Regions from separate parts of the Mus musculus genome. Here regions 2 and 3 are each linked to region 1. Evidence: chromatin contacts called from public HiChIP or PLAC-seq data. All regions are on one chromosome and are shown on one strand. Each heading gives the region's core, a stretch centred on a gene start, on an enhancer-like site or on the middle of the called end of the contact. The rest is flanking DNA. Distances are from core to core; before and after follow the strand shown.

Region 1 (2,723 bases), core at 31-2,530:
TGAGAAATCCACTAGAGTTCCTTTAAATTATCCATTGCTTTGGGAAAAAAACTGCTTAAGCGTTTTGTCATTTCACGCTAATCTTGACAAGAGGAAAAAAGATAAATAAGAGGCCCAGCCGAGCACATGCTCAACACCAACAAAAAAAATCCTCAGCAAACTTGTTCCATAGTGAGGAATCCCTCACAAACCTTCGCCCTCTACACAATCGGAAAAAAACATCAAACCAAAATAAAATGAGATGGTAAACCACCTATCTGTGAATAAAACACAGGGTTAAAAGGTAACGATTGCCTAATAAAGACCGGCAAAGGAAGCTTAGCTTTCTGACCTACCGATGCAGAGCCTTGCAGGCTTAAACATTGTTACAATATGGTAAACATCTTATACTACCTGCAAAGGTGGATGTGGGGGTGGGGGGAGCGAAAAAAAAACATGTAAAATTGGAAGCCTTAATTTTTCCCTCAGCCATTAAGTCAAGAATAATCAAACAATGTGGAAAATTCCTCCACACCTACTTAAGCCTGTTTGAGACCGACTGAATCTTTCCAGCCTTTTAACATCAAGTTGACAAGTCGCTTTAATACAACGTAACTTCCCCCAGTAACAACTAATTAAGGCTTCCAAAAAGTACTCGTTTTTCAGGTTACAGGGAACATCAAGCTTTTCCGTGGCTGCAAGACTGTAAAGAAGCAAAAAGGGGAAAAGGCTGTCCCTGCTGGCAAATTACTACGCAGAAATAACACTTTCTCTCCTATTTGTCCCGGGGTGGGAAGCGGATCAACTTTGAGGTCCCTACAGCTCAAACTGGTGGGACGCACTCTAAAACTATCACAAATGGGGTTGGGGGGCAGCCTCCTAGGCCGGCCTCGCCCCCTATCCTTCGCCCGGATCCCTCCCAGAGCGAAGCCTCGTGGCCACTCGGGTGATGAAACACCCGGCAACCGGCAGCCACGCACTAGGGACGCGGCCGCCACCGATCGTCCCCAACCCCAAGTCCGGCTCGCCCGGCCACGTAGGGTCCCCGGCCCGCCGCCCTACGCCTCCAGTCACCATCACTCCAATATCTCTTCCTCGCCTGCACTCCCGAGGGTCGGCCAGCCGCAAGGAGCGGGCCGTACGCAGGGAGCACGGAGAGCGGCCCACGTCCTTGTCGCTGTAGTCCTCCAATACAGCCGCAGCGCTAGCGCCGGAGCCGGCCCGGGCCGCGCTCCTCTCGGCGCTCGGCGTTCCCCGGGCGCCTTCTCTTGCGTGGCGCGGAGCGGGGAGGGCAGGTTGGCAAGCCGGCGGGCGGAGTCGGCGGCCCTGGAAGGAAAACTGCGCAGGGTCCCGCTAACGCCGCCGCTGAGTCAGCGCGAGGCACGCCCCCCGCGTCGTACCGCGCGGACCCGCGCTAGCAGCAGCCTCATGGAAGTAGAGTGCAGACGGCCGCCAGCAGGCTGGGCCCGGGGGACTACAACTCCCAGCGTGCAAAGCGCATGGGACGCTTCCGAGAGGAGGACCGCGCACGTGCTCCCTGGAGCTCGCAGGGGGCGTGGCCGGCGGGCCTGTGGTGCATGCTGGGAGAGTGCACACCGCCCTCCTAGCTACAGGTTACTGAGGTCCTCTAAGCTTTTAGAAGACCGGCCACGTTGCGCTCTGCTTTGAGCGTCGGCGTGAATTAGTAACTCTCCACTCCCTCCAGAAGGGTCTGGTCAGGTGGCAGTGCGGAGATCCTGAGATCGGAAAAGTGGACGTGGTTGAAACCACGTGTTGAGTCAGTTGCTGAATTCCTTTCCAGCGGTTCCACGTGTCAAGAGTCCAGACGCTTAAGGACTCTTTAAAAAAAAAAAAAATCCGCTGTATTTTTATTTACTTGTTTTGCTTTTGAGGCAAGATCACACTCCATAACCCAGGCTGGTTTTCACTCATTTTTCCCAAGCTGGCCTAAACTTTACAAATTCTGGAATTACTGGCATGAACCACCACGCCCAGTTTAAATATTACTAAATTTGCCTACAAAAAAAGATAGAAAGAAAAAAAGAAAACCGAAAGCAGTCCCCGGTGATGGTGGCGATTACCATTCATCCCAACACTGAGGAGGCAGAGGTAGCCACATCTACAGAGCGAGTGCCAGGACTACAGAGAGAAACACAGTCTCAAAAAAAGAAAAAAAGAAAAGAGAGAGGGAAAACATACGTACAAGTCCCGTGCTTCCGTTCGCTTTGTTTCTTTGATCCCGTGCTATTATTACTGTGTGGGCGCAGTATAAGCTCCAGCAACCTTACCTAAATCCTAAGGCTGCACCTCCATTATTGTTGGCATCATGAGTGTTAAAGTCCATCTCAGTTTACTCATTTTATGTAGAGTGGGACAGTACCAGCCTCAGAGGGTAAGGTTTGGTTAATTTTATTTAGAGGCAGAGAGAGGCTCACTATGTAGCTCTGGTTAGCCTGAAACTTGCTGGCCTTCACTGTTCTCTTGCTTCAGATTCCAGAGTGCTGGAGTTCCAGGTTGTCACCAGGTCTGACTATTTCATGAATTAAGTTTGATACACGTGTTAGACTTATCATAAGTGACACTATCTCTGGGGATACATGGACAAACATCTGTTCACTGCAGATAGATACCCAGATTCGGTACTGATGACAGACTAAAGTGAGGATACCACGAAAGTCAAGCTTGGTGAACCAATGGCTTTTACTGGGGTGACTTTCTTACAGGAGCAGAAATGATATAAAGAC
Region 2 (2,700 bases), core at 168-2,667, 210 kb before region 1:
GCTCTTAGGCAAGCATCTCAGCAACAGCAGGCTCCGTTGTTGACGTCCTTTGGTCTACCACTGGGCCTCAGGCCTTGCTCACCCTCTGAGTCTGTTTGCTCACTTCCTGCTAAGTGACCAGTCTGGAGTAGGTCATCTCTGAAGAGCTCCTGACCTGAGCGCAGCGCTGTCTGCAAAGATCTGATCTGATCTGAGCGCAGCGCTGTTTGCAGAGATTATCTGATCTGATGGCTGATCTCTCTCAGGACGCGGGAGGGACGGGGTTCCATGTAAGGGATCAAGGACGTCAAAGGGCCCCCAGACCACTCGCTGCACACAAACATCATTGCATGTAGGTCCGGGGTGTCACGCGGGCGAGAATCCTAAGGAAAGGAATGGAAGGGGGCAGAGGATAGCAAAGAAAAGGACCAGGGCTTAGGCCCCCTCGGACCAGAAGCCCACTGGCACTATGAGAAAGATCAAAGGAGCCATGACCCCAGGATGACCCACACCTGAGGGCAGAGGAGGAAGGCAGATAGATCACTATCTTTACTTCTCAGAGACTAAACCGAGGCAAGACTGGAAAGCATCAAGAGGGCTGGAGCTCAGGGCCTACGGGACTGCTCCTGGGTTGAGCACTTTGCTATTCAATGATCAACCGGACAGTAAATCCTAGGAAAGCGACAGCCCGGAGCTGGGTTTTTAAAAATAATAAACTGGGGGTTGGGGCTGGGGGTGGGGTATCTACTCATGTACCCACCATACAGTGCTTGAGGAGGGTGGGGTAAGAGACCCAGGGCTCCCTGCAGCTGTCCCGTCTCAAGGAGCCTGTTCCTTGGGTAGCCTGGCAAACACAGGTGCTTCAACTGCAGATAGTGCAGACACAGAGCGCACAGACGGGGCGGGGGCGGGGTGGGGAATGACAGACTCCACATAGCGCCCGAGCTGGAGAAGGACCACAACCTTGGACAACTTGTAGACTGCTTAAGCCTTTACGAGACACTCTTGTCTGCCAGCCTGGGAGAGAACCCTCCAAATGCACGCACATTCTCGATGCGCCTCGGGTGGCAGCAGAGGGGTGGGGAAGGAAGATGGCAAAGATTGGAGGCAGGGTTAGGCAGTGGCACAGCAGACTATAAACAGGATTCTCACTGCAGGGCAGGAGGGGAAGGGCGGGGAAGGGTAGGGGCAGCCGCCTGTGAATGATGCATGGCTGTTGCCCTTGGCAGCCAGGGAGGGGCTGGTACCACACCCCAAAGCATCTGTCGGGCAGGGTACAAGTCATTTCTGTCTGAGGCCACAAGGAGAGCTCGTCTATGCAAAATTCTAACTCTAAACCCACCCCTGGCATTTCAGCCTCCGTGTCCGAGGAGTGTAATTTGGGTCAGACTCACTTCCAGGGTGGAGCCCCACTTCCAGGCTGTTTGTTTTCTCAACAGCGAACTTTCTCAGGAGAGACACACCCACCTACCTCACAGACACAGAGAGCCTGCGTCCAAGGCGCATTCTTTCTCATAGGCTTTCTAAGGATAGACGGACCCCCTACAAGTCTGAGAGGACCTGGGAGTCACTTATACTTTCCTGGCTAACTCTGAAGCTACACCAGAATTTTAAAAGCAAAACCACTGAACAACAAAGGCTCAAACAGCCGGGTTGTGGTGGCACAGGCAGAGGCAGGTGGATCTGTGAGTTCGGGGTCAGCCTGGGACTTACAAAGCAAGTTCCAGGACAGCCAGGGCTACACAGAGAAAGCTCATCTTGGAAAAACAAAAACAAAACAAAACAACAACAACAACAACAACAAAAACAAAAGAACCCAAAAGCTCAAACCATAAAGAGCAAACACAAGCAGCTTCAAAGGAGGCCCCAAGGAGATGACTATGCCCATCACTACCTCCGATTTAGCATAGTAAAGAAATCTGACTTATGGGTCCCACATACTTAGGTCTGAAACCATGGCTCTGCTCTGCCACCTTCTAAGTCACGGGACCTCTCTGAGCTCCGGCTTTCTCATCTCTGTGAAATGTGTGAAGACAATACCTACTTTATACAAACGAGAGGACACAATACCAGCCATCATTCGACAATTATTTATTAGTGCCCACTGGTGCCAAGCCAGATTTCAAGCTGTGAGAGGTGGTTGTGATCGCTGCCTTCCCACCCCTCCTGGCCGACAGCCTGGCGAAGCTTGCTTTACTCCCCTGGCCCCACCTACTCATACCGGTTGATTGTTTCACTTGGCACCACGGTCCTCTAAGATAATAAGGCAGGACTAGGGATATAGGTCATGGGTACAGCGCTGTGTGAGACACCCAAGGTCTTGGGTTCTGTGGAATGAGGGTCTCTGGACATGGCTCGGTGGGTAAGCTGTTTGCCTTGCAAGCATCAAGACCTGAGTTTGAATCCCCAGAGAAAGTTGGGCACAGCAGCACACACCTGCAATCTCCTGTAGTGAGATGGAGACAGAGACAGAGACAGGACGGTCCCTGAACACAGCAAGACAGTTAGTTCACAATTCGCAGCAGCAGCCAACAGAGACCCTGTCTCAAAATCCACAGGAGGGAGGCCTCCACCCTCCAAACATGTGTCCATTCTTAAGTGTACCACACCCACAAATATTAAAGTTTAAAAAAGGAAAAAGAAAGAGAAGCAAGCTACTGATCTTCTTCCCTGGGTGTTAGAGGAAGAAAAAACTCAAACCCAAAACCAACAACAACACAA
Region 3 (2,711 bases), core at 121-2,620, 240 kb before region 1:
TCTGAGACCAGAGAAAAGCAACACACACATAATTGCATTTAAAGCCGCAAGATGGCCCAGACATCCGGGTAGTGGGTGCTCTGGGCTGTCTGTGGTTGGTGGAGGGCACCAGTACTCCTCCTTCCCCACCTTTCCCTGCTTCCTATTTCAGCTTCTTGGTGCTTCACTGTTAAACTGTCCCCAGAAAGGTAGAACGGCCTTCCTACCTGTCCTACAAGTCTCGGCACTTTCTCAACAGGCCAGCTGGGAGGTCAGCAGATCTTAAGTGTGTCTTACCGAGGTTGGCTTTTGATCTGAGTGCAAAGTCCATATTAGTAGGTAGGTGGTGCCCTTCTGAGAAGCATGGCACCTGGGACATCATGTTCTGTCAGAAAGAAACTGAAAGGAAGCGGAGTGACTGTGTCCACCAGCTGCGGGAAGAACAGACCGTTCCGTCTTCTCCGCCGCTGACTCGTGCCACGCAAGCGGGAAGGTCAGAGGCCTCACCTCTCTAAGCAGGCTCTCTGGGGAAAGCATGTGGGGCCTGTCCAATTGGCCAGGACAGGGGTATCGGAAGATACTTCATCTGCATACTCAGGAGAGACAGGGTCTGAGGGGAAAATCCTTATAAAGTCAAACAAGGAGTGAGGCCTGACAGTTGTCAGGGGAGGGAATTCTTACTTGCCGTGATAGTGTTGCAGCCGACTTTTTGGTGCCAGGCTGGATTGGGGAGGAAGCAATGCTTCCTTATGTGAGATACCTGGGGATAGAGTTCTCCTCCACCATTCCTCATTCATCCCACAGAGGCCAGAACGGCTATCAAGTCCTCTGCAATGGTTCTCAACTTGTAGGTTATGGCCCCTTTGGGTCATATATCAGATATCCTAAATACCAGATATTTTACATTACGATTCATAACAGCAGCAAAATTACAGTTATGAAGTAGCAATGAAATATTTTTATGGTGGGGGCGGGGATCACCACAACTTGACAAACAGTATTGAAAGGTCACAGCATTAGGAAGCTTGAGAGCCACTGCCCTAGAACTATAGGTAGAGGTGCCTGTGAGCCACCCAATATGGGTGCTTGGAACTGAACTCAGGTTCACTGGAAGATCAGCCAGTGCCCTTAGCCATTGAGCCACCTCTCCAGCCGCTTCATCTCTACCTAAGTGTGATACCCCGGCTCCTTCCTAGCTACGGAAGCTAAGGCAGACCCACCCACAGCAGCTCAGCCTTTGCTGGTGCTGGACCTCTCAAGTGCTCAGAGCTCTTGGCAAATGGACTCTTTGGAGCCTTCTGGGGTGTTCTGTGACTTGCTTGTAGCAGCCCTGCTTAGGGTGCCTTGTGGGGTGCTGTATGCCGTGCCTTACGCAGCCCCTCCTTGGTTGGCTTTAGTGTCTGAGAGGACTCACCTTGTTTGCACAGCTTATCAGAAGCCTGTGTGAGACCAAGGTAGACAATTCCCACTTGACTTTTCTGCTCACAATCTGTAACTACATCAGGTCTCTAGTCTCCTTACATAATGTGGGCAGATTTTGAAGCCATCGCCCTGCATGTTTGTCGTTCTTAAGCCATCTTAGTGATTTGATTTGTACTGGAATTGTCAGCCTTAGCCACTGAGCAAAAGGCTATTAAACAGCGTCTCCCATCCTGCAGCGCTGGTATTTGAAGAGAGTTTTGGTGAGACTAACAATCACCATTTCCATTCTGGGCTCTTACTGCTTTAGCTCATACAACTTATCTTGTACCCTGCTTTGACTCCCAGTACCAATGACACAGGCTCCTCCGCACACCTCCTGGACTCTCGGGGCTCGTGTTTCTCCTATGGTGATCTCTTCCTTGTCACACCCAGACACCAACTGTGAACCAAGCTGCTCGGTTCACCCCGCACCCCCCCAGGGCCTTGAAAGAAGGAAGCCGACCCGTGTCTGGGGGGGAGGGGGGTGTCTGGGTAATCTCTGGAGACAGCTCCAGTACACTTTCAGTGACATAAGGACTGCTGCTTCCTGAAGTGTCTCCATGGAATGGCAACCCACGACAGCTGCCGAGAGGCACTAATAGATTCAGAGCCAGGTTGTGTATCAGGGCTCTCCCAGCCACCCGGAAACCTGAGCCCCGACCCACAATGCTCTGCTCCTGTCTGTCATACAGGCCTTCCAATGTGGTCTTAAATTAAAAATGACAGTTACTTGATATTTTTTTTTCGATCTCTGTTTGGCTGCCTAAAATGGCTGTCTTCTCCAATTTCAAAGACATATTTTGTGTGTAACACATGAGCCAGAGGACAGCCTTAGTTAATGTTCCTCGGGAGCTGGTCACCGAGGTCTTTTGTTTTTGTTTTTTTGTTTGTTTGGTTGGTTTGGGTTTTTTTTCGGGGGGGGGGGTGTTGGGGGGCCAGACGGGGTCTCACTATGTCTCCCTGGCTGTCCTGCCCTGACTGTCCTGCAGCTCACAATGTAGACCAGGCTGGTGTCTGTCCCCCAGAGAGCCTCCCAAGTGCTGGGATAAAAGGCCTGAGCCCTCATGCCTGGCTTCTCAGCTCGGTTTCTTAGACAAGGGCTCTCTGGCCTGGGGCTCACCCTGTAGGCTAAGCTGCCACGTAAGTGTGAGGACCCGAGTTTGTTCCTCAGAATGCACTTGAAAAAAGCCTGTGACTCCAGCACAAGCAGCCAGAGGCTCTCTGAGGCTGGTGATCAGTAAGCCAGGCCCGTGAGAGAGAGGCTCTGTACA

The links. HiChIP or PLAC-seq counts read pairs in DNA pulled down with a chosen protein or histone mark.
Region 2: a contact with region 1 is called in a FOXA1 HiChIP or PLAC-seq map of pancreatic cancer cells. The contact joins the enhancer-like site here to the promoter of Xpot in region 1. A contact is called at or near these places in 4 of 39 promoter capture datasets (the C10 cell line, embryonic stem cells, liver and 1 more), 3 of 484 Hi-C or Micro-C datasets (embryonic stem cells, nephron progenitors and pre-B cells), 5 of 115 datasets of contacts at active chromatin or transcription factors (embryonic stem cells, epiblast stem cells, memory CD8 T cells and 2 more) and 3 of 9 other capture datasets (adipose tissue, liver and pancreatic islet).
Region 3: an H3K27ac HiChIP or PLAC-seq map of extraembryonic endoderm stem cells shows a contact between it and region 1. The contact joins the enhancer-like site here to the promoter of Xpot in region 1. A contact is called at or near these places in 3 of 39 promoter capture datasets (the C10 cell line, liver and macrophages), 4 of 484 Hi-C or Micro-C datasets (the G1E-ER4 cell line and the N1E-115 cell line), 4 of 115 datasets of contacts at active chromatin or transcription factors (bone marrow-derived macrophages, extraembryonic endoderm stem cells, microglia and 1 more) and 3 of 9 other capture datasets (adipose tissue, liver and pancreatic islet).

What each region holds. Positions count from the first base shown.
Region 1 is chr10:121,625,052-121,627,774 of GRCm38.p6, forward strand. Xpot (exportin, tRNA (nuclear export receptor for tRNAs)) reads right to left here and starts at 1,281. Exons shown (of 25, transcript NM_001081056.2): 1 at 1,054-1,281.
Region 2 is chr10:121,419,039-121,421,738 of GRCm38.p6, forward strand. The region is part of intron 1 of Rassf3 (Ras association (RalGDS/AF-6) domain family member 3); the gene reads right to left. Among named protein-coding and RNA genes, the nearest start is that of Gns, 55 kb to the left of the region's middle. Within about 2 kb of position 1,418, at least 109 of the 459 cell types and tissues checked have an H3K27ac peak or open chromatin away from gene starts, as enhancers often do. A contact at or near this core is called in embryonic stem cells, memory CD8 T cells, pancreatic cancer cells and 2 more, where this site is marked.
Region 3 is chr10:121,384,536-121,387,246 of GRCm38.p6, forward strand. All of the region lies in intron 9 of Gns (glucosamine (N-acetyl)-6-sulfatase), which reads left to right. Among named protein-coding and RNA genes, the nearest start is that of Gns, 21 kb to the left of the region's middle. Within about 2 kb of position 1,371, at least 26 of the 459 cell types and tissues checked have an H3K27ac peak or open chromatin away from gene starts, as enhancers often do.